Regions from separate parts of the Sus scrofa genome. Here all the other regions are linked to region 1. A link is a contact called in public HiChIP or PLAC-seq and promoter capture Hi-C data. All regions are on one chromosome and are shown on one strand. Each heading gives the region's core, a stretch centred on a gene start, on an enhancer-like site or on the middle of the called end of the contact. The rest is flanking DNA. Distances are from core to core; before and after follow the strand shown.

Region 1 (5,884 bases), core at 806-3,305:
AACCCAAAAAAAAAAAAAAAAAAAAAAATCCTGTTTAAAAAACAAAAAAAATCCTGTAAAGGGAGTTCCCATTGTGGCTCAGCAGTAACAAAGCCAACTAGTATCCATGAGGACACGGGTTCAATCCCTGGCCTCACTCAGTGGGTTAAGGATCCAGTGTTGCCGTGATCTGTGGTATAGATTGCAGATATGGCTCGGTTCTGGTGTTGCTGTGGCTTATGGTGTAGGCCGGCAGCTGCAGCTCTGATCTGACCCCTAGCCTGGGAACTTCTATATGCCTCGGGTTCGGCCCTAAAAAGACCAAAAAAAGGAAAAAAAAAAAAAATCCTGTAAATATATTTTTTAAAAGTTACTTTTCCTCTAAACTGTAATGTAAAACCTAAGACCGCAATAACGCTCCCTGTACTTCTTGATATATGTGAAAAGACGTTAAAATATATACTTCCTGGAGTTCTGTGGCACAGCAGGTTAAGAATCCAGTGTTGTCACTGCAGTGGCTTGGGTCACGGCTGTGGCGCAGGTTTGATCCCTGGTCTGGGAACTTCCACACGCCATGAGCTCGGCCCAAACAAACAAAACACGTATCTTAAATCTTTATCCAGCCCATGCATATCCACCTGCAGGGCCCCTGCTCCAGCTGGAACTCTCCCGTCCTGGGATCTCTCTGCTTCCAGTGTGGCCCCTCTCACCACAAAGCAGTCACCAAATCTAGCCATGCAACTCCCAGGCTCTCTTGCGGTGGTCCTCTCCTACCCTCGGGATAAAGTCCAAGCTCCTCAGCAGTACCCTTCGTCCTCTGGCACACACTTGCTCATTTCTCCACCTCTTCATTTCAGACTGCATATCCTCGTCTTTGCAGAACCAGCCACCACTTACTTGACTCCAAGCCGCTGCACCCCTTCCTTCCCCAAGTTCCTACCCTGGCCCGGCTGACGGCTGCTCACCTTCAGCTACCACTTCTGGCTCCTCCCATACACAGAAAGCTTGTGCACACTGCTGCTGCATCCGTTTGTTCGTTTCAGTTTCCCCCACAAATCTGTGCACTCCTCGAGGCCAGGGCTTGTCATTTGCCTAAAGCCCTCACTCCTGGAGTGCCTGCACACCCCTCTGCCAGCCCCCACACAGAGGCTAATGAAGGAGGTCTCCACGGCTGGAGGGGCTTTTGACAAAGTCACTGCCTCCAGCGCCTTCTTCTTTGACTTCTTTGATAACCTGGAAAGAATCATCTCTGGAAAATATCAAAGCACTTTACAATCTTCAGGAAAAAAAAATTCCCAGTGGCTCTGGAAAGAGATTGTTCTTGTATCACAGATACGAAAACTGAGCACTTGGATAAAGAACCAGGACTGGGGAAAAAACTGTAACTGCAATGTATACATCTAAGGATAACCTGACCCCCTTGCTGTACAGTGGGAAAAAAAAAAAAAAAAAAAAAAAGAACCAGGACTGATCAAGGCCTTCGAGACTCTTCCAAGAGAGGTCCTGCAGCCCTGAAGGTAAGAGTTAATTAATAATAGCCCCATCTGGTGAAGGTTCAGATTCCACCTCACTTTCACAGAGCACGGGGGCAACAGAAAAACATGCCCTGGCTTTCCCAAACCTAAGGCAGGTGCCTAAGCCAGCAAACTCCCCTCCTGCCACTTCTGAAAAGCATCTCAGCAATTCCGTATCAAAGCCAGAGTTCCTGGAAAAACCGTGTTCGTGGGCAGACAAAAGGAAGATGGCAACTAACACAGTATGTGCCAGGAGCTTTAAGCCACTACTGCGACAGTTCCGAGGTAGGAACTGACTTTAGCACTGATAAAACTGAGGTGTAGACAAACTATGAGCGCATCCAAGATCGTTCAGCAAATAAGAGGATCTTAAAGCACATCCGGCCGCCCCCGGAGCATATACTTCGCTCGAGCCCGGGGCGGACACTTCTGTCCTGAAGGGTCGAGGCCATCTCCAAGGCGACAAAAATGGGGCAGCAGAGGAGAAACTCACCTCGGCTCGAGCAGAGAGTAACTTCTCCTGGTTTCTCAGGTCAGTCGTGTGCCCTGCTAGTGACTCAACAGGCCTCGGTTCCCGAGATGGGTGGGCAGCAGGAAACCCCAGCTTGCGCCTGGAGGCGGGGACTTCACTTAAGTCTGGCGGCGAAGCGGAAGCTCCTCCCCTGCCGGAGGAGGAGCTGAGGCCGGGGTTCAGCATCCCGCGCCGAGGGGGACCCCCGCCCGAGCCTCCAGAAAGGCGTGGCGGCGTGGAAGCCCGAGAGGGGCGTCTGCACCACCCCTTCCGCAGGATGCTGGTGGGTGGATCGGCTGGAGCGCTGACACCCTCCGCCACGTGGGTTTAGAGAGCTCGGCCGACGAGCAGAGCTCGCTGCGCGGCACTGGTGGGAGGCTCCGGGGGCCGAGTCAGGCCCCGCCACGGTGCCCCCAGCACCGCCCCGGGCAGCGGCCGCTCCTTCCTCGTCTGGAGGGGGCGGGTTCTGGGCCCTACGTGGCGGCTCGTTCCTCCGGCTTTGCAGTCCCAGCTCTTGCTCGGTTCCTCCATTAGTTTCCGAAGAGTCGGATTGGCCAAGGTCCCGGAACACCCCTAAATGTGTCCCATTGTTTGGTTGCACCAACTGAAGCCGAGAGTAGCCTCAGCACAAAGGTTGACTGTTTGGGAAGATCTGGAATCTACGGGCTTCAAGAGATTAAAGTTCTTGGTCCCTGTATCCGGACCACGGCCCCTGGCAGCGCATTTATTGTGTGTGTGTGCGTGTGTGTGTGCGCTTTATAAACATGAGTCTTCAGTGTTCCCAACAACCCTGGAAGGGGGGACGATGCCCTTTTTAATTTTATTTATTGTAATCCTTTTTTACTGAAGTATAGCATACATACAGAAAAATGTACAGAGTTTTTGGGGGGTGGTTTTTGTTTTGTTTTGTTTTGTTTTTCCCTTGGCCGTGGTAGGCATAAGAAGTTCGCAGGCCAGGGACAAGCCGCAGTTGCAACCTATGCAGCTGTGGCAACTTGGGATCCTTTAACCCACTGGGGAGGGTGGGTGGAACCTGCATCCTGGTGCAGCAGAGACACTGCTATATCCCCTTGAGCCACGGCAGGAACTCCAAAAGCACAAGTCCCTTTTATTTTTTCATTTTTTGCTTTTTAGGGCCACACCTGTAGCATATGGAAGTTCCCAGGCTAGGGGTTGAATCAGAGCTACACCCGCCGGCCTAAGCCACAGCAAGTCCAGATCTAAGCTACATCAGCGACCTACACTGCAGCTCAGGCTCCTTAACCCACTGAGCCAGGGCCAGGGATCAAACCTTCATCCTCATGGATATTAGAAGGGTTAGTTTCCCCTGAGCCACAAGAACTCCCAAAGGTACAAATCTTAAGCATACAACTGTGATTCCAAGTAACCACCAGCCAGATGAAGATACAGATGTTAGCATCACACTTGAAGCCGCCTGTGAGAAGGTATTTATGTTATATTTTGCAAATTATACAGATTCAGCAAGGTTTACCTTGCTCACTCACATAGCTATTAAGTTACAGTTCGGAGATTTGAAATAGCCTTTACTGTTTGGGGTGAGAGGTATCTTGAATTTATGTTTTCCTTGGTGAAAGTGGGCAAGAAGATTTGTCCTGGTGTAGCTCTGCCTTTCTTTCCCCTCCTTTGTACTCCCCCAGTGCCACTCTGCCCCATGATTTTTTACTCCCTGGATTATTCCCCCACTCTCCTACCAATAGGTCCGGTGTCCTGGCGGACTGAGGGTCCAACATTTCACTCCGTCTGTCCTCACAAAGAAACTCAGATTCCAGCTTAGGTGATCAGAATTTAGAATAAGCAGATACCACTTAACAGTTCCGAGAGGAAGAGAGCTGTCCCCAGAAAAACGAAACTGGGTTTGCCTCTTTTTTTTTTTTTTTTTTTTTGTCTTTTGTCTTTTTGTCTTTTGTTGTTGTTGTTGTTGCTATCTCTTGGGCCGCTTCCGCGGCATATGGAGGTTCCCAGGCTAGGGGTTGAATCGGAGCTGTAGCCACCGGCCTACGCCAGAGCCACAGCAACTCGGGATCCGAGCCGCGTCTGCAACCTACACCACAGCTCACGGCAACGCCGGATCATTAACCCACTGAGCAAGGGCAGGGACCGAACCCGCGACCTCATGGTTCCTAGTCGGATTCGTTAACCACTGCGCCACGATGGGAACTCCATGGGTTTGCCTCTTGGTGAATGACATGCCAAAGAGCCAAGCCAGAGAAGGAAGCATTTATTATTTGCACCAAGTAAGGAAAACAGTGGGGATCTTTCCCAAAGCAGTGTCTCCCCAACAGCAAAACTGGGGAAGTTTTAAACTAAGATCATATGCATATTTGTGAAGAGGCTTCAATGGTCCAGAGAGTCCAAGCTTTAGTTGATTGAAGTCACAAGGGTCAGGAGTTCCCATCGTGGCTCAGTGGTTAATGAATCCGATTAGGAACCATGAGGTTGCGGGTTCAATCCCTGCCCTCTCTCAGTGAGTTAAGGATCCGGCATTGCCATGAGCTGTGGTGTAGGTTGCAGACACAGCTTGGATCCCGAGTTGCTGTGGCTCTGGTGTAGACTGGCAGCTGTAGCTCCGATTCAACCCCTAGCCTGGGAACCTCCTTATGCCGAGGGAGCGGCCCAAGAAATGGCAAAAAGACAAAAAGACAAAAAAAAAAAAAAAATGAAGTCACAAGGGTCAGCAAAGGTCAACATCTTCATCCCTTAGGTTCTGATTGATCTCTTGGTTGAGTGCTTCAGGCTAAATTTTTTTTTTTTTAATTGAACTGGGAGTCTTCTTTACAACAGACGTGTTATCTTTGCTTTTGTTACTCCTCTTGCTTGATAACAATTTATTCTTGTATTCCTTTGTTTCTTTAAGGTCACTAATTACTTAATTACTGGGACCTGTTCAAAGACAAGCACTGTAGCCAGGCTTAGATCACAAAATGGTTTAGGCTAAAAATTCTTCTGCCCTCTACCCACTCTAATGGACTCTCTCTTTTTTTTTTTAACCTTTTTTTTCTTTCTGTTTTTTGTTTGTTTTTTTCGGCCACACCTGCAGCATATGGAAATTTCTGGGCCAGGAATTGAATCTGAGCCATAGCTGCAGCAATGACAGATCCTTAACCCACTGTGCCACGGCAGAAACTCCAAGACTGATTTCTTCTCCCTTTTTTTGGCTACCTTGCGGCTTACAGAGTCCTAGGCCAGAGATCAGATCCAAGCTGCTGTTGTGACCTACACCACAGCAGCATCAATGCTACCAGATCCTTTAACCCACTATGCCAGGCCAGGGATCAAACCTGCACATGTGGCGCTACAAAGACACTGCCTATCCCATTTCGCCACAGAAGGAACTCTGAAAAGTCTATAATCAGGTGATGACCTTGCCAACTGAAGAACTGTTCATTTTTGTAGCCCAGCCCCCTCCTTCCCCAGTTCTGGGGCTTTTGCTCTAAGTTCTGGCCACTGAGATTTTTACATGCAAAACACACCCCTAGCCCTCCAAGAGTTTTCAGAGCAATAGTCCTCAAATTTGTGGGGTATTGCTTTCTTTCTTTCTTTTTTTTTTTTTTTTTGTCTTTTGTCCTTTTAGGACCACACCAGCGGCATACAGAGGTTCCCAGGCTAGGGGTCTAATCGGAGCTATAGCTGCCAGCCTGTGCCAGAGCCACAGCAATGCCAGATCTGAACCTTGTCTGCAACCTACACCACAGCTCACGGCAACACCGGATCCTTAACCCACTGAGTGTGGCCAGGGATCAAACCTGCAACCTCATGGTTCCTGGTCAGATTCGTTTCTGCTGCACCACGAGGGGAACTCCATCATCCTCCTCCCTTTTAAAAAAGACAAACCTCTCGGGAGTTCCCGTTGTGGTGCAAC
Region 2 (6,068 bases), core at 153-2,652, 620 kb before region 1:
AGTGATGGGACCCCTAGCCTGGGAACCTCCGTATGCCTCAGGTGCAGCCCTAGAAAAGCCAAAAAAAAAAAGGAAGAAGTGATGGGACCAACACTGCTGGCGCTGCTCCTGTGTGTCTGCTAAGGTTCTAGGAACTTTTGAATATTTTAAGTGGGTGCGGGGGGGCGGGGGGGTGTTGAGGAAAGAGGATGTTTTTAGTGGCCCTAGTCCAGGCAGTTTTCACCCATATCGCTTCTGTGCGAAATCTTGTGGTGGATACTGGGGCCTGAGAGGAACAAACCCTGGGCCCAGTCTGCAGAAGGAGAAAAAACTGGTCGCCCTGTAATGGTGGCTAGGCCGGGAGAGGTGGCCTCCAAGTCAGGGGGAGCGGGAGATCTGTGCTGCGCCAGGTTCTCAGGGCTTCCCCGTCCCCTCCTCTCCCTCCCAATTATTTGGCAGGAAAAAAAAAAAAAAACTTAGAAAAACCGGCACCTCCCATCCTGATTCCTCAGGACCCACGAACACCCCACCCACCCTAGGTGGGGAAGGCGTTCAAAGGACCCCAGGGTTTAAAGATTGATTAGGTCGGAATCCTGAGGAGTTGGGCGGGGAGTTTTAACTCCCTCCTCTCCAGCCCAACTCCGAGAGCGCGAGTCCATCCCTCCCAGCCCCATGCTAGGGTCTCCGGCCCCCTGGCCCATGGAGCCCACACTCACCAGCTCCGTCCTCAGCGCCATGATCTTGTCCCCCAGGCCGTGGCCGGTGCTGGGCGCCCCTGGGAGCAGCAGGGCGCCAGAGGTGCCCGGCTCCCACTCGCCTCGCAGCCCGCGCAGCAGCCCTTCGGGGGTCTTCCTGCCCACCTTGCCCTCCACGTCTCGAAGGTCAGGCGTCTGGGACTCCGCAGTCCCCTCCATGCGGGTCTAAGGCTGCACAGGGATGGGCGACCGGAGCCGGGATCCCGCTCCTGGGGGTCCTCCTTCCTCGGCCGCTAGTACGGAACCAGTGGGTCCCCGCCCGCTCAGTGCGGGGGCGGGAGGAGGGCGCCGTAACCCTCAGAAAAGCCGCGCAGAGCTCTGTGTGTTTGTGCGTGTGTGATTGCGTGTGTTTGCGCGCGCTGGCTCCGAAATGGGTGAGGCTGGGCGATCCTGCTTATGCACCTGGAGGAGAGCTCAGCGCCTGCTCCCGACTCTGGCACTCAGTCCAGCCAGGTTGTCAGCAGGCGCCCAAAGAATGTTTGCTGAATGAAGGTTAAGCATTTGCAGTTAGGGATGTGGGATTTTAAGGAACAGTGGTAACAGAGATGCAGAGGGTTTTGGAAGGCTTCCTAGAGTAGAGGAGCTGAGTCTGTAACAGTGGAGGAATTTAGCTACCCACTGATGCACGCACACACAAAACCAGTGTAGCCACTAAATTTAGACTATAAGCGTGGAAAGTCAAGTTCTTCTGGCCAATGAGGGGCAGCCAGTATTGAAGCTGAAGGGGTCCAGATGGGCTACATCGTGATCTTGAAAACTGATGCCTCTCAAACTTGACTATGCATATGTGAAGTTTCTGTGAATCTTGTTAAAATGCAGATAACTGTTCCATCCATCTGGGGTGGGGCCTGGGATTCTGCATTTCAAACAAGCCCCCTGCCGACGGCCCTGCTGCTGGTCCAGGGACCACACTTGAGTAACAAGGTTATAAAGATGGTTCTGTGCGTGGATTTTATTCTACGGGCAATGAGGTGCCATAAAAAACTTTTTATGCTCTAGCTTGATTTTGATTTTCAATCCGAGTTATTCAAGCCCATCATTACAGAAAGATGTGTAACGAAAACATAGCTATTACCGCCATCCTATTCTTTGCCGCCTCTAGTCGCACTACCCAGAGGCAATTACTTTTAGCTATGTTTTCCTGGTGCTTATACTCATAACTCCAAAATAGGTTTGTAGCACTATGTCTTAACTTTCACATGATCTGCTACCTATTATGAAAAATATGGGTTTACCTCACAATCTGTATTTCCCTTCTTCCATTGGTCCCACACATTTCTATCGTTATTTACTTATTTATTTATTATGGCTGCATCAGCAGCATATGGAAGTTCCCAGGCTAGGGACTGAATCCGAGACACAGCCGTGACCTATGCCGCAGCTGCCTCAATGCTAGATCTTTTAACCCACTGTGCCAGGCAAGGGATCGAAACCCATGCCTCTGCAGTGACCACAGCCACTGCAGTCAGATTCTTAACCTACTGCACCACAGTGGGAACTCCTACATATTTATTTATTTATTTTCTCTTACAGCCACACCTGAGGCATATGGAAGTTCCTGGGCTAGTGGTCAAATTGGACCTGCACATGCAGGCCTATGCCACAGCCATAGCAACACCGAAGCCCAGCCACATGTGAGAACTACACCACAGTTCATGGCAATGCTGGATCCTTAACCCACTGAGCAAGGCCAGGGATTGAACCCACATTCTCATGGATATTAATCGGGTTGGTAACCTGATGAGCCATCATGGGAACTCTCCTATTTTTTATCTTTTAATTAAAAAAATTTTCTTTGGGCGTTCCTGTTATGGCTCAGTGGTTAATGAATCCAACTAGGAACCATGAGGTTGCGGGTTCGATCCCTGGCCTTGCTCAGTGGGTTAAGGATCTGACGTTGCCATGAGCAGTGGTGTAAGTTGAAGACGTGGTTTGGATCCTGAGTTGCTGTGGCTCTGGCATAGGCTGGCAGCTGTAGCTCTGATTAGACCCCTAGCCTGGCAACCTCCACATGCCGTGGGCGTGGCCCTAGAAAAAAAAATTTTGTTTTCCTTGGCCACACTCAATGCAGGTGGAAATTCCCAGGCCAGGGAGTGTACTTGAGCCACAACAGTGACCCAAGCCTTTGCAGTGACAACATGGGATCCTTAACCCTTGCACCACAGGAGAAATCCCATGGAAGGGTTCGTTTTCATCATAAACATTTTAAGAATTTTTGAATTGGAGCAGAGTTGACTTACAAAGTTGTAAGTCAGGAGTACAGCGAAGTGAATCAGTTATACATGTACACATATCCACCTCTTTTCAGGGTCTTTTCCCATATAGGTTATAACGCAGTACTTGAGTACATCTCCCTGTACCACACAGTAGGTTCTTGTTACCTGTTTTATATACAGTAGCGTGTATATGTCAATCCCCACTCCCTAATGTACCCCCGCCCCAACATTTTCCCTTTGGTAACCATAAATTTGGTTTCAAAATCTTTCGGTCTGGTTCTGTTGTGTAAGTTGTTCTGTATCATTTTTATTAGATTTCACACATTAGTGATCACATATGATATTTGTCTCTGTCTGACTTACTTCGCGTGGTATGATAATTTCTAGATCCATCATGTTGCTGCAAATGGCATTATTTCCTTCGTTTTCATGGTTGAGTAATAGTCCATGATATGCTTCTATTGTGTATATGTCCCACATCTTCTTTATCCCATTCTCTGTTAATGGACATTTAGGTTGCTTCTACGTCTTGGCTATTATAAATAGTGCTGTAATGAACATTGGGGTGCATGTATCTTTTCAGATTATGGTTTACTCTGGGTATATGCCCAGGAGTGGAATTGCTGAATCACATGGTAGTTCTTTAACTTTTCTTTCTTTTCTTTGCTTTTTAGGGCTGCACCTGCAGCATATGGAGGTTCCCGGGCTAGGAGTCAAATCAGAACTATAGCTGCTGGCCTATACCAGAGCCACAGCAATGTGGGATCCAAGCCGTGTCTGTGACCTTTGCTACAGTTCACAGCAACGCTGGATCCCTGACCCACTGAGCAAGGCCAGGGATCCAACCCGAATCCTCATGGATACTAGTCAGACTGGTTTCCTCTGCGCCACCATGGGAATTCCTCTACATTTACTTTTTAAAGGAACCTCCACACTGTCCTCCATAGTGGTTGCAGCAGCTTACATTCCCACCGACAGTGTAGTTCCCTTTTCCCATGAAAGGGTTTTAAATCAGAGGTTGACAAAATAGATTTGCTTTTTTGAGAAACTACTCTGGGTTTTGCAAGGAGAAATGATTAAAGGGATAAAAACCTGGAGTCAAGGAAACTGGCTAGAAGGCGAGACACTAAAATTTTAGCCTGGACAGGGGCTGGTTGTGAGGATGGAGAATAATTAGACCAGAATGGAGGACTCTTTAGGGGATAAGATTGATAAGATTTGGTAACTAGTAACATTCGTTTACTTATAGTGGCCTTCAATAAATATTTGTTCAGAAAACAAATGATTTCCAAAAACATTATGGAGAGTTTCCTATGAGTTACTCACTGTATGTGGTACAAAGAATATAGTGGTTCACGGAGAGACCTGGACTGGTTGCTGGAGAGAGATGCGGAGTCGAGGGTGACTCCCAGTTATGTGACCTGATGACATTCACGGAGGACGGGAACCCAAGGAGAGGACTGAGAGTGGGAAGGGATGATTCCAGCAGGAGTTGTGTTGAGTTGGAGGGTTTGTGAAAACGTCCGTCTGGCAGTTAGACACACAGGTCAGCCTGGCGCTCAGGAGAAAGGCTAAGGGTGCAGATGTTAGTTCAGGAATCTAGATGGTCAGAGAGGTCATGAGAGTGGGTGCAATTTTCTTTGGAGAGTGAGTTTGAGGAGAGAAGAGGGCCAGGGGGGAACCCCGAGGGACACCTTTTTAAAATCCTAGTAAAATACATTGGGTTTTCTTCTGTTCTAATAAGTACATATTAAGAGAAATCACCGATTGCTTCAACTGTTAACATTTGGGGGATACAGCCCCACCCTTTTAGGAAGAAGACGGAATATGGAGAGCTAAAAAAAAAAAAAAAAAAAAAAAACTAACGGGTCTTCTGGCTTCCTCTGCCTCCTTTCAATCCGTTATCCACAAAACAGTAAAGGTTCTCTTAAATTGGATTACATTGCTTCCCTGCCTAAAACCGTGCCATGGCTACCCACGCACTTCAAATAAATATCACCATCACCTGGAAACTTTTTAGAAATGTAGAATTCTGCTCTGCCCCAGACTTCTGAATCAAAAGCTCTTAAGAACGGGACCGGCAATTTTTTTTTTGTTTTTTTTTTGTCTTTTTTTTCTATTTCTTTGGGCCGCTCCCGCGGCATATGGAGGTTCCCAGGCTAGGGGTCTAATCGGAGCTGTAGTCCCCGGCCTACACCAGAGCCACAGCAACGCAGGATCCGAGCCGCGTCTGCAACCTACACCACAGCTCACGGCAACGCAACGCCGGATCGTTAACCCACTGAGCAAGGGCAGGGACCGAACCCGCAACCTCATGGTTCCTAGTCGGATTCGTTAACCACTGCGCCACGACGGGAACTCCCGAACCGGCAGTGTTTTAACAAGCCCTCCAAGTGATTGTGAGGCAAGCTAACGTGCGAGAACCTGTGTGTTAAGCTCAGTGCTTTGCAGGAGTTAAACTCTGTGTTATTCTTGTCAGTCCAGCGAGGGCTTCAGAGTGGAATCTGGGGCCAGTCTGCCTGGGTGGGAATTCCAGCGCTCCCACCTTTGTGATGATCCTGGGCCTCCTTTTCCTTGTCTGTCAGGGTGGGATGGGGGAGCACCTCGCTGCAGGACAGGATGGAGCTGCTCTGGAATCCAGCGAGTTAATAAGGTGCTTCCTTAGAACAGGGGCTGCATAGAGGGAGCGCCGTATAAGGAGCGCTCCTCCTTCCCCAGAGAAGGGGACCCAGGCTGAGACGTGCACCGACTGGCCCAAGGGCTAAGCGGGTGGTAGAAGGAGGTTTTCAATCGCCCCTGGTCTCCAAAGGCCGCGCCCGCTCCAGCCTCGCCTGGGCCAGGGGAAGGGGCGGCCGGGGCCGGGGCCTGCAGCCCCTCCGACCCTGCCGCGCCCGGCGCTCTCGCCCAGGTTTGCCGGGTGGGGGGAGAGCGCTGCCCTCCTCCAGCGGCCCGCCCGGCCCGCCGGCCGCGTAAGGGCGCGGACAGGCGGCACCGCCGGGCCGCAGACGCCCGCGGCCGCCCTAAGCGCCGCCCTCTCACCCCGCGGCGCGCGCGGCGGCGGCGGCGGCGGCGGAAGCGGGGGGGCGGGCCGGCCGGGCGGGGCGGGGCCGCGAGCGGC
Region 3 (6,154 bases), core at 2,472-4,971, 530 kb after region 1:
GTCAAGCTGCAAAATCATGTATACGTAAAATGCCCAAAGTGCAAGTACTATAACAGAGTACAGAATGTTCATGGATATAAAAGATTCTATGTTGTAATGAATCTTTCTTTAACAGACGACCACTTAATAAGTTTTGGTGTAGTATCAAAGAAGAATACCCGCAATTATCTGACAAAGGCTATTAAAACATCTCTCCCTTTTCCAGCTATGCATCTGTGTGAGGTCAGGTTTTCATTAACCAACACAACAGGTGACAACTGGTGGCAGAACTTAGCTGTTCTGTTCTAAGCCAGACATTAATGAGATGTGCAAGAAGGTGAAACCATGGTATTGGTATTCTTCTATTTTTTTATTTTGAAAACATAGTTATGTTTTCATTAAAATGTTAGTGTGTTACCATGTAATGGTTTTATTGTTTTTATTTTTAATGAATTAATATTTAAAAATTTTCTCAGTTTGAATTTTTAATATGGTCGATATCAACAGATACAATCTATACAAACAAAAGTTCTTTGGGGCCCCAATAATTTTTAAGAGTATAAAGGGTCCAGAGACCAAAAAGTTTGAGAATTGCTGCCCTAAGGGAATAATTGAAAATGAGTTTAAACTGAAGCAGTCTCTCAACTACTTTCCTCAACTGTAGGAGAAAAATCCTCCAGTTCCCTGAAAACATTTGCTAGCTTAAACATGAGCATTTAAAATGGATGACAGGGGGTTCCTGTCGTAGCACAGGGGAAACAAACCCAACTAGGAACCATGAGGTTGTATGTTCGATCCCTGGCCTCACTCAGTGGGTTAAGGATCCAGCGTTGCCGTGAGCTGTGGTGTAGGTCGAAGATGTGGCTCGGATCCCCCGTTGCTGTGGCTGTGGTGTAGGCCGGCAGCTGAAGCTCCGATTCGACCCTGTGCCTGGGAACCTCCATATGCCATGGGTGCGGCCCTAAAAAGACAAAATAAAATAAAATAAAATGGATGACACATCAGAGGTTGAATGCAGTTCTCACTTCATAACTAGTTCTTACCTCAAAACAATACTATAATTCCCAAGGCTTCTGCTTGCTTAATACCAAAGAGGAGAGAGTCTTGCTGCAGAAGGAGAGGGTGGTCAAGTTTTGAGTCTCTTGTAACCAAACCGATCGTTCCATGGCGCCCTTTTACCAACATACTTAGTGTTTTACTTGAGTTAAAATAAATATCCAGTAACAACTCATCACCAGTATCCCAACGTGAAGGAGGATAGGCCAGTTTTATGGATATGGCTTCGAGACTTTTGTTTGTTTGTTTTTTGTTTTGTTTGGGTTTTTTTGGGCCACACCTGCGGCATAAGGAGGTTCCCAGGCTAGGGGTCGAATCAGCGCTGCCCCACACCAGTCACAGCAACTCGGTATCTGAGCCACGTCTGCGACAGCTCATGGCAATGCTGGATTCTTAACCCACTGAGCAAGGCCAGGGATCAAACCTGCATCCTCATGGATGCTAGTCAGATTCCCTTCCACTGAGCCATGATGGAAACTCCAGGACTTTTTTTAGTAGGTTCTGCACTGAGCGCCTATTCTTCTGGCTGAAAGTCTGGGGAAAAGTACGAGTCTGGTGTTTCTCGGTTGCTGTATCTCCAGCATCAAGCATCCAAAACATTGGTTGGCATGTATCAGGCAGGCAATAAATACTTTTGAATAAAGCAGTTTACTTTTATTGCAGAAATTAGACTCTACCTCATAAGTGGCAGGCAGCTAAAGCATTTTAGGGTTTAAGAGATGGAGAAAGAAAGAGGAAGCTTCCAAAAGATTAGGAAATTGCAGGAATGTGTGCGAAAGAGATAATGACCGTTGTTCCTGTTATCTATGTAGCTTAACAAACCACCCCAAAACTTACTGTTTAAAACATCAAAAAAAAATTTTATTATTATCTCTCGCAATTGTTGGAGTTGTCTAGATGCAGCTGTTTGGGTTCTTTCATAGAGTTGCAGCCTCTTAAGCGGTCTCCGTGCTCCCAGGGAGTCTATTATCATTACAGCAACCGGTGATCCTTTCAAACCTGTCATACTGCTCCTCCTCCGCTTCCTTCAAGGTCCTCACGGTGGCATACGAGACCCCAGGACTGGAGTTCCTGGTGTGGTGCAAAGGGAACTGCAGCATCTCTGGAGCTCAGGGATGCAGGTTCCATTCCCAGCCCGACATCCCAACGTAAGGATCCTGCTTTGCCACAGCTGCTCTGTAGGTTGACCCTGCAGCTGGGATTTGATCCCTGAACCAGGAACTCCATATCCCCAAGGGGCAGCCAAAAAAGAAAAAAAAAAAAAGACCCACAGGATCTGAATTCTCTGCCCTCTCCTCCATTGCCTCTCTGATTTCCTTGGTCGTCATTCCTCTGCCCCACTTATTTTGCTTCAGCCATGTTGGCCTCTTTTATGTGCTTTGAACTTGCGGTCTCTCTTGAGGGCCTTTGCACTTGCTGACCACTCCGCTTGGAAGGCTTTTACTCAAAATATCCACCTGACTCACACTCTTCAAGAAAATATCCACCTGACTCACGCTCTTCAAGATCTTGTTCGATGTCACCATCTCAGTGAGATCTTCCCTAATTCCGCGTCCCCAACCGTTTTGATGGATTAAAGGCGGATGTTGTCCACACCAAAATAGTCTGGTTTAGAAAGCCAATGTCGGAGTTCCCGTCGTGGTGCAGTGGTTAACGAATCCGACTAGGAACCATGAGGTTGCGGGTTCGGTCCCTGCCCTTGCTCAGTGGGTTAACGATCCGGCGTTGCCGTGAGCTGTGGTGTAGGTTGCAGACGCAGCTCGGATCCCGCGTTGCTGTGGCTCTGGCGTAGGCTGGTGGCTACAGCTCCGATTCGACCCCTAGCCTGGGAACCTCCATATGCCGTGGGAGCGGCCCAAGAAATAGCAACAACAACAAAAGACAAAAAAAAAAAAAAAAAGCCAACGTTGAGTCCCCATATTAGGCATCACTGGACATAGAAAACCTTGGCAATCGTTGGCCTGCAAGAGATTTGGTGATTTCTCCACTGGGGAGCCCCACATCGCAGAGTGTGGTTGGGGACCGATCCTAGAAGGACAATTGCCTTAAGGAAGAGACTGCGGCTGTTCCAGCCTGAGTTTCAAGGACCCCTGCACCGCGAGGGACGCTCCCTGTATTGTGGAAACCGCAAAAACCGTGGCAATGGAAGGAGACAAACAGCACTCAGATCTATGGAAAAGCAAGATTTATTCAGCACCGGTGAGGGCTCAGAGGAGACACCTCCAGAGTCTGAGCACCAGGTCTTTGTTCTCAGTAACTTTTATACACTACAAGGGCTTGCTTTTGCCATGTAAGCATCCCGGACCTCCCCCCATCCCCAAGCAGACAGTGTTCCTCCCTAAGAAACTGAGCCAGCAAGGTTACAGAAGCGGAACTGATAAGCAATGCTGGGTACCTGATTAGCAGGGCTGCTGGCTGGGACAGAGGGCACACAGTTGTTACATTATTACAAGAAGGGTGGTATAGTGACGAGCACAGCTGAAAGGCTTGCAGCTGCCTTCTTAGCCAAGGGGTGGGGGTTGTTCTTTAGTTAAAACTCCATTTCACCCGGACATTGATGACATGTGAACGGACTTAAAGCCACAGGGAGCGCCGCCGGCCGCTCTCCTCCGCTCCCCCCAGCAGCGCGCTTCTGGCCGTCATCTATCATTCGGCGCTCATCCCTTCTCCGCGGGCCTGCCCGGCGCGTCCCATCGATCTGTTCGGCCATCGCGCGCCTGCGCCTTTGGGCTGTCAGGCAGCGGCGGCGTGGGGAGCGTTGGGAGCGGTGGCGGCGCGCGACCCGAGGTAAAGCCGAAGCTTCTGCGCTGCCAGGCCGCGCGCGAGTTGGCTGGCCGCGGGAGCCGCGCGGTGGAGGCCGCCGAGCCCCGCTTCCCCGGAGGGGGTCGAGCTCCTGGAGCCCGGCCGAGCAGGGCCTGAGCGGGTGGCGGAGGTGCGGAGCCCCGGAGTTGCCGGCTGGAGCGCCTGCCCGACCTGGCCGCGGAGCCAAGTGCCCCAACTAGAAGGGCGCTCGGCGAGAATCCGAGCCAACCACCTTGTGCAACAGGTGGAGGAAACGGAGTTTCAGGGTCTGCTAGAAGTCTCATCCAGGGAGCTTCAGACCCAGGACCAGGCGCCCTGAGGACAGTGCCTGAGCTCTGCTCACTTAAGCCCTTTGTTCATTGATGCTGTGTTTAGTTGTTTAAGTGCAAGACAGTGGACTACAAAGAGGAATGCAGTCAGGTCTCGCTGAGAGGATAACTATGATATGATGTTTTATCTTGCCAGTTTTCGAAGGGAGAAGGCAGTGAGTGCTCTGACGGAGGCAGGTCTGGGGTGCCATGAACACCCCCTCTTAAAACTTTTGTGCTCTCTGTCCCAGCCATTGAGTGGCCAATGAATCTTTGCCTTGATTCCCATCGTCCAGAGTCATGGCAGTGACATTGAGACGTTTGACGGATTGCCTGGTGTCATGGAAAGTCATGTCCATGATTACCCCCCGGGCCTCATGGAGAGCAGGAACCTCAGATCGAGGTGACCTGGGTTCTGATGTCACTTCTGCACATGTTTGAACTTGACTCTTACATGGGGTTGTTGTGAGGTTCGCAGGTGCTTATTCCACAAACACTGATTGAGTGCCTGGCCAGGTGCTGGGAATACAGGGATGACAGTCAGGGAACTCGCAGGAAATAGCAAGTGGATGATAAAGCTTGTAAAGGCAGAGATGCTATGTACATAGCAGAGTGGAAGCATCTAAGGGGAAAGGAGTTAGTTGCTTCTACCAGGAGAGTGGGAAGGGTTAGGAATGGCTTTTTAGGCAAGATGATTCTTGAACTGAGTCTTAAAAGTTTAATAGGTGGATTACATACAGGAGAAGGGCCGCTTAGGAAGCAAGAATAGCAATACAGGGACCAGAATTATGCAACATCGTGGTTCAGTTGGCACAGAAGACTTTCATGATCTGTCTAATAATATCAAACATGGATACACTGCTTGTCACGGGATTAACATTATTTTGTGTGTTTTACGTAGATTAACTCATTTAATATTTACCCTGTGAAGTAGAAACTAATTATCCTTATCTTAGAAAATTCAGAAAACACAAAGGCGAGGGAAGAGGGAGTGGGATGGACTGGGAGTTTGGATTTAGTAGATGCAAACTATTCCATTTAGATGGATAAGCATGAGGTCCCTCTGTACAGCACAGGGAACTGTATCCAGTCTCTTGGCACAGACCATGATGGAAGATAATATAAGAAAGGGAGTGTGTGTTTACGTATGACTGGGTCACTTTGCTGTACTGCAGAAATTGGCACAATATGGTAAATCAACTACACTTTAATAAAAAATAGTAATAAAAAAAGAAAATTAAGAAAACAGAGACTTGGAAAAGTTATGTAGTTTACCACGGATCACACAGCTAATTCATGGTAGAACTAGAATTCAAACCCAGGCAGTCTGGTTTAAGGGTCTGGGAATTGAACCACCAGGCTCCCTTCTAGAATCTGAGGACAATAAGAGTTTTAAATGTCAGGCTCCTGGTTACATCACCTGTAAGTGGTAGAACCATAACTCTGACTCAGGTCTTTTAACTCTTAAGGACCTGGTGCTCTTTTCATAATACTGTCAGATGTTATGGGAGTTATGTAGTGCCAGATTGAAGTTAAATTCCAATTTGAGGGGAGTTCCCCTCGTGGCTCAGCGGTTAATGAACCCGACTGGGATCCATGAGGTTGCGGGTTCAGTCCCTGGCCCCACTCAGTGAGTTAAGGACCTGCCGTTGCCACGAGCTGTGGTGTAGGTTGCAGACACAGCTCGGATCCTGCATTGCAGTGGCTGTGGCGTAGGCCAGCAGCTGTGGCTCAGATTAGACCCCTAGCCTGGGAATTCCATGTGCCACAGGTGTGGCCCTAAAAAGCAAAACAAAAAAAAAATTTTCCGATTTGAGGCTATGCTTGCTAGAATCCAGATTGCCATGTCGTCAGAGTTCCCATTGTGGCTCAGCAGTTAATGGACCCAGCCAGCATCCATGAGGAGTCAGGTTCAGTCCCTGGCCTTACTCAGTGGGTTAAGAATCCGCCGTTGCCATGAGCTGTGGTGTAGGTCGCAGCTGCGGCTCAGATCCCATGTTGCTGTGGCT
Region 4 (6,555 bases), core at 959-3,458, 700 kb after region 1:
CCATCGACTCAGGATTCTCATCCCTGAAATGGAAGGCTAATCCCAAACCCTAGGAGGTGGCTCTGCCTGATCACTGAGCAGGCACCAGGGCTGATGCAATACGATCTCAATACCCTTTTCCTCCCTTGCCTGTGTCTTGGGGGAAGGGAACCGCTTCTTGTCTTCTCCGCAGACTGCACGCTCAGCTTTTTCAGCCTCCTCCAGAAAGAGGGGGGGGGGTGCAGCGTGCACTGGCTGCAAACAGACACATCAGTGACGCACCATCTTTAGGCCAGACCACATTTTCCATCTTGATGATCACTTCCGGCCCCGGCCTCCGGGCCTCCAAACAGCATAGTGGGTAGGAGGCAGGAGATGAAGCTTGAGCTTCCTGGAGCCTCCTAGTCCCGGGTCCAAGGCCTGGAGCTTCCCACTGTGAGCAGATGGCGATGCCCCAAAGCAGAGGGTTATAGGACTCACCAGCCTGTGGGGGCGAGCCCAGCTCTGAGGCAGTGGGGACAGAAAGCCACATTCTAGCTCTCCTGACTGGCCCTGCCCCCCTACTCTAGCCCTGGTTTCAGATACCATTAGCATCCTGGGCAGGCAGTGAGCCCCAGGCAGCACCCTTGAACTACTTCCTGTCTGTGACTCTGGCTCAATTTCTTTTTTCTTTCTTTTTCACGCTGTACCTGCGGCAAATGGAAGTTCCCGGGCTAGAGGTTGAATAGGAGCTGTAGCTGCCCACCTACAGCACAGCCACAGAGATACCAGATCCGAGCCGTGTCTGCCACCTACACCGCCGCTCATGGCAACTGGATCCTTAACCCACTGAACCGGGCCAGGGATCGAACCCTCATCCTCATGGATACTAGTTGGATTCGTTTCCACTGAGCCACAGTAGAGACTCCCTGGCTCAGTTTCTGAAGTTTCATTCCCGATGTGAGTCCCCAGTTCCCAGAGCGGGGTCATCTGCTCCTCTGCCTCCCTCCCCAGGGAGGCATTCAAGTCACATTCCGGTTCTCAGGATCCAGGGGGCAGAGGGCTCTTCTCTGCCAGGAGCCCGAGGTCTGAAAAAGGAAAGCCTTTCCCTGAGGTCACCCAGCTGAGCCTGAACTCCACCCCCCACCGCCCCCACCTCCGGCTCGCAGGAAAATTGCAGACACTGAGTGACCAGGAGCCATCCTCTACTTCCCCAGGCTGAGGTCACCGGGGGAGGAGGCTCAAGCCCCAACTCCCCACTTCCTCTGAACCCAGAGCTTCCTCAGAATCACGGGGCCCAGCAGAGGCAGCTAGGGAAGACCCGCAGACAGGGCCCGCCCCCTCACCTGTACAGGGGGTTGTTGACGAGGCTTCGGAGTGCCGTGGAAAAGGGCGCCACCGCCCCGTGCACAACCAGTCCTGGGGGCTCCATGGGTGGGGGCGGGAGGGGGGTAGAGGAGTAAGCAGGGGGTGCAGCCCAGGAGGCTTGTTGTCTGTGGGTCTGTAGGGAGGCGGAAGGTGGAAGGAGCAGGAGGCCTGGCCAGGCCCTAGAGCTGCAGAGGAGCTAGAGAGGCCTGAGAGGGAGGGGCGGGAGCTTGGGAGCCCTGTTTGCTGAGAAGCTGAAGTTTAGGGATGGGGCGCGAGAGGCCCCGGTTCCCGAAGGCATCAGAGGCTCGGGGAGAAGGCCGGAGGCTCAGGCTGGGGATAGGGACTCAGGGAGGGGACCCAGAGAGGCAGGGGTGGAGCAGGCCGAACGGGGAAGAGAGGCTGGCTGTGGATGAGGCCCCAGCTGGGAGCCTGCCCAGGCAGCGCCAGGGTGGAAAGCCTGTGGGTTTCCACGGAAACGAGATCCCAGGCGGAGAGGAGGCCCCGCCCCTTCCCCCACAGGCCCCGAAAACTTCAGCCCTAGAGGGGCCCTAAGCAGAGCCAGGGTCTTAGTGCCCTGACTCCTGACTGTCCAGGGTTCAGGGTTCGAACCCTCTGTCCCTCCCCCCCGCCCCCTGTAGGCCCACAGGGTCAGGGGCAGGGTCAGGGTCAGGGTCAGGGTCAGGCTAGCCAGGCCTGGGGAACCCCCTCAACCGGGAAAGTCCTTGACCCCTCGGACCATTTTCAGGGCCCAGACCTGGTTTGTCTGGGAGGTGGCCGCCCTGTCCTTCCCAGAGTGGGGGCTCAGGTGAGGTGGTGTCAGCTCTGACAGAGGCATCGTGGTCTCTGGCATCCCTGAAATGCAACTGCAGTGAGGGTGGAGGGCCGTCTGGGCACTAGGGCACCCAGGAGGTGTGGGCAGCTGGGGACAAGCCCCAGGCCACTTAGGTCAGCAGGGTTTATGCAAAGTGGAGTCACCACTGTTGCATCAGGCCCGGGTCCTGATGGGTGCCTCCCCCTCCCCCTCAAGCCCTGAACTGAGGAAGTCATCCAAGCCCCACCCAGCTCTGCGCGGGGAACGGAAATGTTTGTCCCTGTTGCAGCCGATGTGGAAACGCTCGAGCCCATGACGTGCTCCTTCCTGTCGGCCCAGATCCCGATTCCTGGGCAGCCACCCCCGCAGCCCCAAAAGGTGTCCCATATCCCAGGCCTCTGCGACTTGCTCCCCAGTGGAGAGCCAGGCTTCGCGAGGGGAGAGAAGGTCAGCGGCTCAAAAGCCCTGGCGTGGGGGATGCCTTTCTGACCAGAGCCTCTCTCTACATCTGCCCCTTCAGTCTTATGTGTATGCCCTTGGGCGCTAAACCTCTGTCCCCTCTGCTGGTGACTCAGGCACCCCGCACTCAGCACGTGCTCAGAGCAGTAACGCTCCCAGGTTAGGTCAGAGCTTGGACTCGAGAGAAGGAACCAGGAAGAGAGGCGTGCTTGCCCAGCAACCCATGGCAACCCCACAACACAGGCAAGGGGCCCTTACCCTCCCACCTGCCAGTCAGGCGGCCAGGCAGGGGCCGGGGGGAGAGAATGTGAAAGCCAAAGACTGTGGTGACTCAAGGGGCTGAGGAGTTTCGGGAGAAGAGGGCAGCCGTCCCAGCACTGACTCTGGAGGTAGGGCCAGGAGCCAAGAGCAGAGGGTGGAAGGACCATCCTGGGTCACTTGGCCCCAGCCTCAGCCAGTTGTGGGGATCTTTGCGCCAGCTGCCTTAGAAGAGGTAGGGGTGGAGGATGGCGGGATCTGAGACACGCAGGGCTGGGCCTGTCTGTGGGGGTTGAAGGAGTCAGGTCTATGCCTCCTTCTGTTAGGGGGTGGAGGCTCCCTGTCCAGGCGGAGGCAGAGGGGGCCACTACGGCCCCACTTCTCCTGCTGGTAAAGCCCAGTACAAGAGAGAAAAGGCAGTGGACTCTGAGCTCAGTTAAGGAGCCTCCAACGCTCAGCGAGTGCGGAGCTCAGAGGACAGGGACAGCCCCAGATTAACAGTCTGCGCAGCGTCTCTCCCCTTATTTTGTCTCTAGCAGCCCTTAACCCTCCCAGTACTTCGAATCCACACAGCCCCAGACTCCTGGATTCACCTGTCCCCAAAAAACAGGTAAGAAGGAATTAGGGAGTAAAAACCTCTTACTAAGAGACTGGACGGTGTACAAGGAGGGCCAGGCAGGGCCTGCCCGTAACGGGGGTCTTTCAGTCCGCAGGTCCATGGCTGGCAGGCCTGTGCCCGCCGGCCGTCAGGAGGAGGAGCTTGCCAAAGACCCTGGGCAGAAACTGTCCCTGGCGCGGCCTCCGGGCCGCCTGCCCAGCATTGATGAGACCCGACCAGCTGGCCCAGGCCCGGCCTCCCGCCGCGGCTCCGTGCTAGGTCCAGCCTCGTCCTTTTCACGCCGCAACTCGCTGGCCGGAGCAGGTGCAGGGCCCGGGGGTCGGCGCCCGTCCCTGGGCCCCGTGCCGCCGCTGGGCTGGCGGGTCAGCTTCTCGGGCCTGCCCCTGGGGCCCGCCCGCCGGCCGGCGCCCTCGTACCGCACGGAGCCCGCCCCCGGGGAGCGCTGGGAGGCCGCGCGCGCCCAGAGGGCCCTGGAGCAGCGCTGGCAGCGGGCCTGCGGGACGCACGCTACGTGGGCGCCGAGGCCGGGCGGCTGGCGCGGGAGCTGTGCGACCTGGCGCGCGTGCACCTGCGCGAGCTCAGCCCCCCGCGCTACAAGCTGGTGTGCAGCGTGGTGCTCGGGCCGCGCGCCGGCCAGGGCGTGCACGTGGCCAGCCGCGCGCTCTGGGACACCGCGTGCGACGGGCTGGCCTCGGCCACCGTCACCAACGCTTCGCTCTTTGCCGTGGCCACGGTCCACGGGCTCTACTGCGAGTGAGGAGGCCTCGAGGTCTGCAAAAATGGTTTATTATCCTAGGAGGAGGCCCTCCCTGGGGCTCCCAGCCCAATAAATAAATGTCTGTCAATAAATAAAAGTGGTCCATAAATAATGCCCCCTGGCTGGGGGCTAAGGCTCAGGCTTTTCTTGGAGAAGGGGTAGGAGGCAGCCTCCAACCCTAGTAAAGCTGGTCCCTGATTCCCTGGGGGATTCGGCCCGGAGCCCCCAGTGAGGCACCAAGGGACAGGAAGCGCCACGACGGCCAGGGCCAGAGTCTGACAGGCACGGGCCCCAGGCCTGAGGGCCTGGGGGCCGGCCCTGCAGTTGGCACCTAGACGGGGCAGCGGTCCCGGAGCAGGCACAGAGCGTAGCGGAGCCGCTGCCGGAGGTCCGGGGAGCAGCCCAGCTGGCGAAGGTGGGACGCGAGGTAAGTGCAAGCACTGCGGTTTCGGGCCACGAAAGTCACGAGGAGGGGCTCCCAGCCACTGAGGATCAGCTTGGTGTGGTCTCCATAGAAGTTCACCTGCGCCCGGGATGGTGGTACTGATCAGAGCCAAGGCCCCGGGCGGTTTCCTCCCCGACACCCTGGCCCTCCCAGCCCTTCCCAGTTCCAGAAGGAGCTCTTACCTGGACGGTGCCATCACTAAACAGCATGAGTAGGGCCTGATCCGTCTTGACCCACTGCAGCAGGAGTGGGGGGACGGGCACCTCCACCTCTTCCACGCTGGGCAGATCTCCTCCCTGGGGGCAGGGGCAGGTCACTTGTCTGATACGGGTCAGGCCACTTCCCATTCATGTCTCTCTCCCCTAGAGGTTTCGCTTCGAGCTTCAATCCCCAACCCCCCACCACACACACACCCACCCCTAAAAGGGAACAGGAGGGGTTCGGGATGTGTGAGTCCTCAACTCGCCCCACCCCGGTCCACAAACCTTCATGAGGCGCTGCTCCATGTAGGAGGCGAAATACCGCAGGACGCCCAGCTGAGGCTGCAGGGCCCGAGGCACAGCACCCACAGAGAAGGAGAAGTGCTTGGTGCTGGTGGGGTTGTAGTGCACAGTCCTGGAGCGGAGGAGATGGAGACAGAGGTGAGGGGGAGACCCGTACCCATGCCCTCCCCTGAGAGACCCCAGGCCCCAGAGCCCAGGAGCACACAGCAGGACACAGCCCTGCAGAGTTCGATGGCCTGGACACAAGGCACCCCATCACAGCACTTACTTCTTGTTGGCCGACAGGGCCATGTGCGTGCCGTTGTTGAAAAGCACAGCCACACGGCGGCTGGACAGCTGATACCCAAAGCCAAACTTGTTGGAGTAGTCGACCCATTTGCTAACCCATACCAGGGGCTCCGGCTGTGCCAGGGGAGCCGGGTTCTGTTCGGCTGTCATGGAAGGGAAAGCAATGAGGACTTGTTCCTGGCCTCCCAACCAAAGGACTCCCACCACTGTTCACGTGTCCCAGACTCCAGCCTCACCTGGGGGCATGAAGGCCAGGCAGTTTCTCAGGGCACAGAGTGCGGACTCCACCACTGTGGCCACAGTGAGACCTTCCTCAAACCCTGAAGGGAACAGGGTACTGGGAATTAGGCAACAGTCCCCAAGCCCTAGATCGTGACCCCCACCCACTCCTTCCTGGGTCCCATCTCAGCCCCAGCAACCTCCGCCAGCCCTCAGCCTCCGGGCTGCTCACCATCTCCACTGCTGGCCAGTGTCCCACGGGGTGAACTGTCTTCGGGTGCTGTCTCTGCCAGACTGAGGGGGGCTGGACCTGACGCTGCCGGAGCCTGAAGGGTTGAGTAGGACAAGGGAGTGAGACCGGCCTTGGAATCCAAAGCCTTGAGAGTCCATGGCCCAGCCCTGCCCTGGCACCCGGGGCACCGCAGGTCAGCCCCGCCTGGCTGATGAGACACAGCCAATTAGGCCACCACGAGGCTAGATGCTTCACCGGCCTCTTTTATCCCGAGCTTCCTGTAGCTGCTAGGGTGGGGGTGAGTCAGGGGAGCACTGTCCACGGGAGCATCTCACCTCGGGCCTGGCATCCTGGTGGCCAATGGATGTCCGAGTGAGGCCGTTCACCAAACCGGAGACCTCATCCCGCTCCTCGGGATGGTTCTTGTCTGGGTGGGGGGAGATAGAGGCCTCAGTATCCTGCCCAGCCCCCCACACACACTTCCTACAGGGGTGATACAGCTAGGCACACCCAAGTGCCCGTGTAACACACACTCTCCTCAGGGGTCCGCAGGGACTCACACTTGCATCCCCCACACATACATAGCAAGCTCCCCCCCCCCACTGCCCTCTACTCTCAAAACCACTGACACCCAGACT

Evidence for each region. Promoter capture Hi-C pulls out the DNA fragments that hold promoters and counts their contacts. HiChIP or PLAC-seq counts read pairs in DNA pulled down with a chosen protein or histone mark.
Region 2: a contact with region 1 is called in an H3K27ac HiChIP or PLAC-seq map of alveolar macrophages. The contact joins the promoter of LURAP1 here to the promoter of AKR1A1 in region 1. A contact is called at or near these places in 1 of 5 promoter capture datasets (fetal skeletal muscle) and 1 of 2 datasets of contacts at active chromatin or transcription factors (alveolar macrophages).
Region 3: a contact with region 1 is called in a promoter capture Hi-C map of fetal liver, with 2.2 times the contacts expected there. The contact joins the promoter of EIF2B3 here to the promoter of AKR1A1 in region 1. A contact is called at or near these places in 1 of 5 promoter capture datasets (fetal liver) and 1 of 47 Hi-C or Micro-C datasets (embryonic fibroblasts).
Region 4: a contact with region 1 is called in an H3K27ac HiChIP or PLAC-seq map of alveolar macrophages, with 3 times the contacts expected there. The contact joins the promoter of BTBD19 here to the promoter of AKR1A1 in region 1. A contact is called at or near these places in 2 of 2 datasets of contacts at active chromatin or transcription factors (alveolar macrophages and skeletal muscle).

Annotation. Positions count from the first base shown.
Region 1 is chr6:165,822,633-165,828,516 of Sscrofa11.1, forward strand. It overlaps AKR1A1 (aldo-keto reductase family 1 member A1), which reads right to left and starts at 2,056. Exons shown (of 9, transcript NM_213890.1): 1 at 1,987-2,056.
Region 2 is chr6:165,206,789-165,212,856 of Sscrofa11.1, forward strand. LURAP1 (leucine rich adaptor protein 1) reads right to left here and starts at 1,403. Exons shown (of 2, transcript XM_003128025.4): 1 at 696-1,403. The coding sequence starts at 893. It also overlaps a transcript of POMGNT1 not described here.
Region 3 is chr6:166,350,197-166,356,350 of Sscrofa11.1, forward strand. It overlaps EIF2B3 (translation initiation factor eIF-2B subunit gamma), which reads left to right and starts at 3,722. Exons shown (of 12, transcript XM_021096758.1): 1 at 3,722-3,822.
Region 4 is chr6:166,524,517-166,531,071 of Sscrofa11.1, forward strand. It overlaps BTBD19 (BTB/POZ domain-containing protein 19), which reads right to left and starts at 2,209. Exons shown (of 8, transcript XM_021096773.1): 1 at 1,305-2,209; 2 at 262-1,046. TCTEX1D4 (Tctex1 domain containing 4) reads left to right here and starts at 2,834. Exons shown (of 4, transcript NM_001032356.1): 1 at 2,834-2,985; 2 at 3,391-3,464; 3 at 3,561-3,947; 4 at 3,950-4,339. The coding sequence starts at 3,572. The coding sequence ends at 4,230. It overlaps PLK3 (serine/threonine-protein kinase PLK3), which reads right to left. Exons shown (of 15, transcript XM_003128058.4): 9 at 6,253-6,344; 10 at 5,918-6,011; 11 at 5,703-5,786; 12 at 5,447-5,609; 13 at 5,161-5,290; 14 at 4,858-4,971; 15 at 4,244-4,753. The coding sequence ends at 4,562.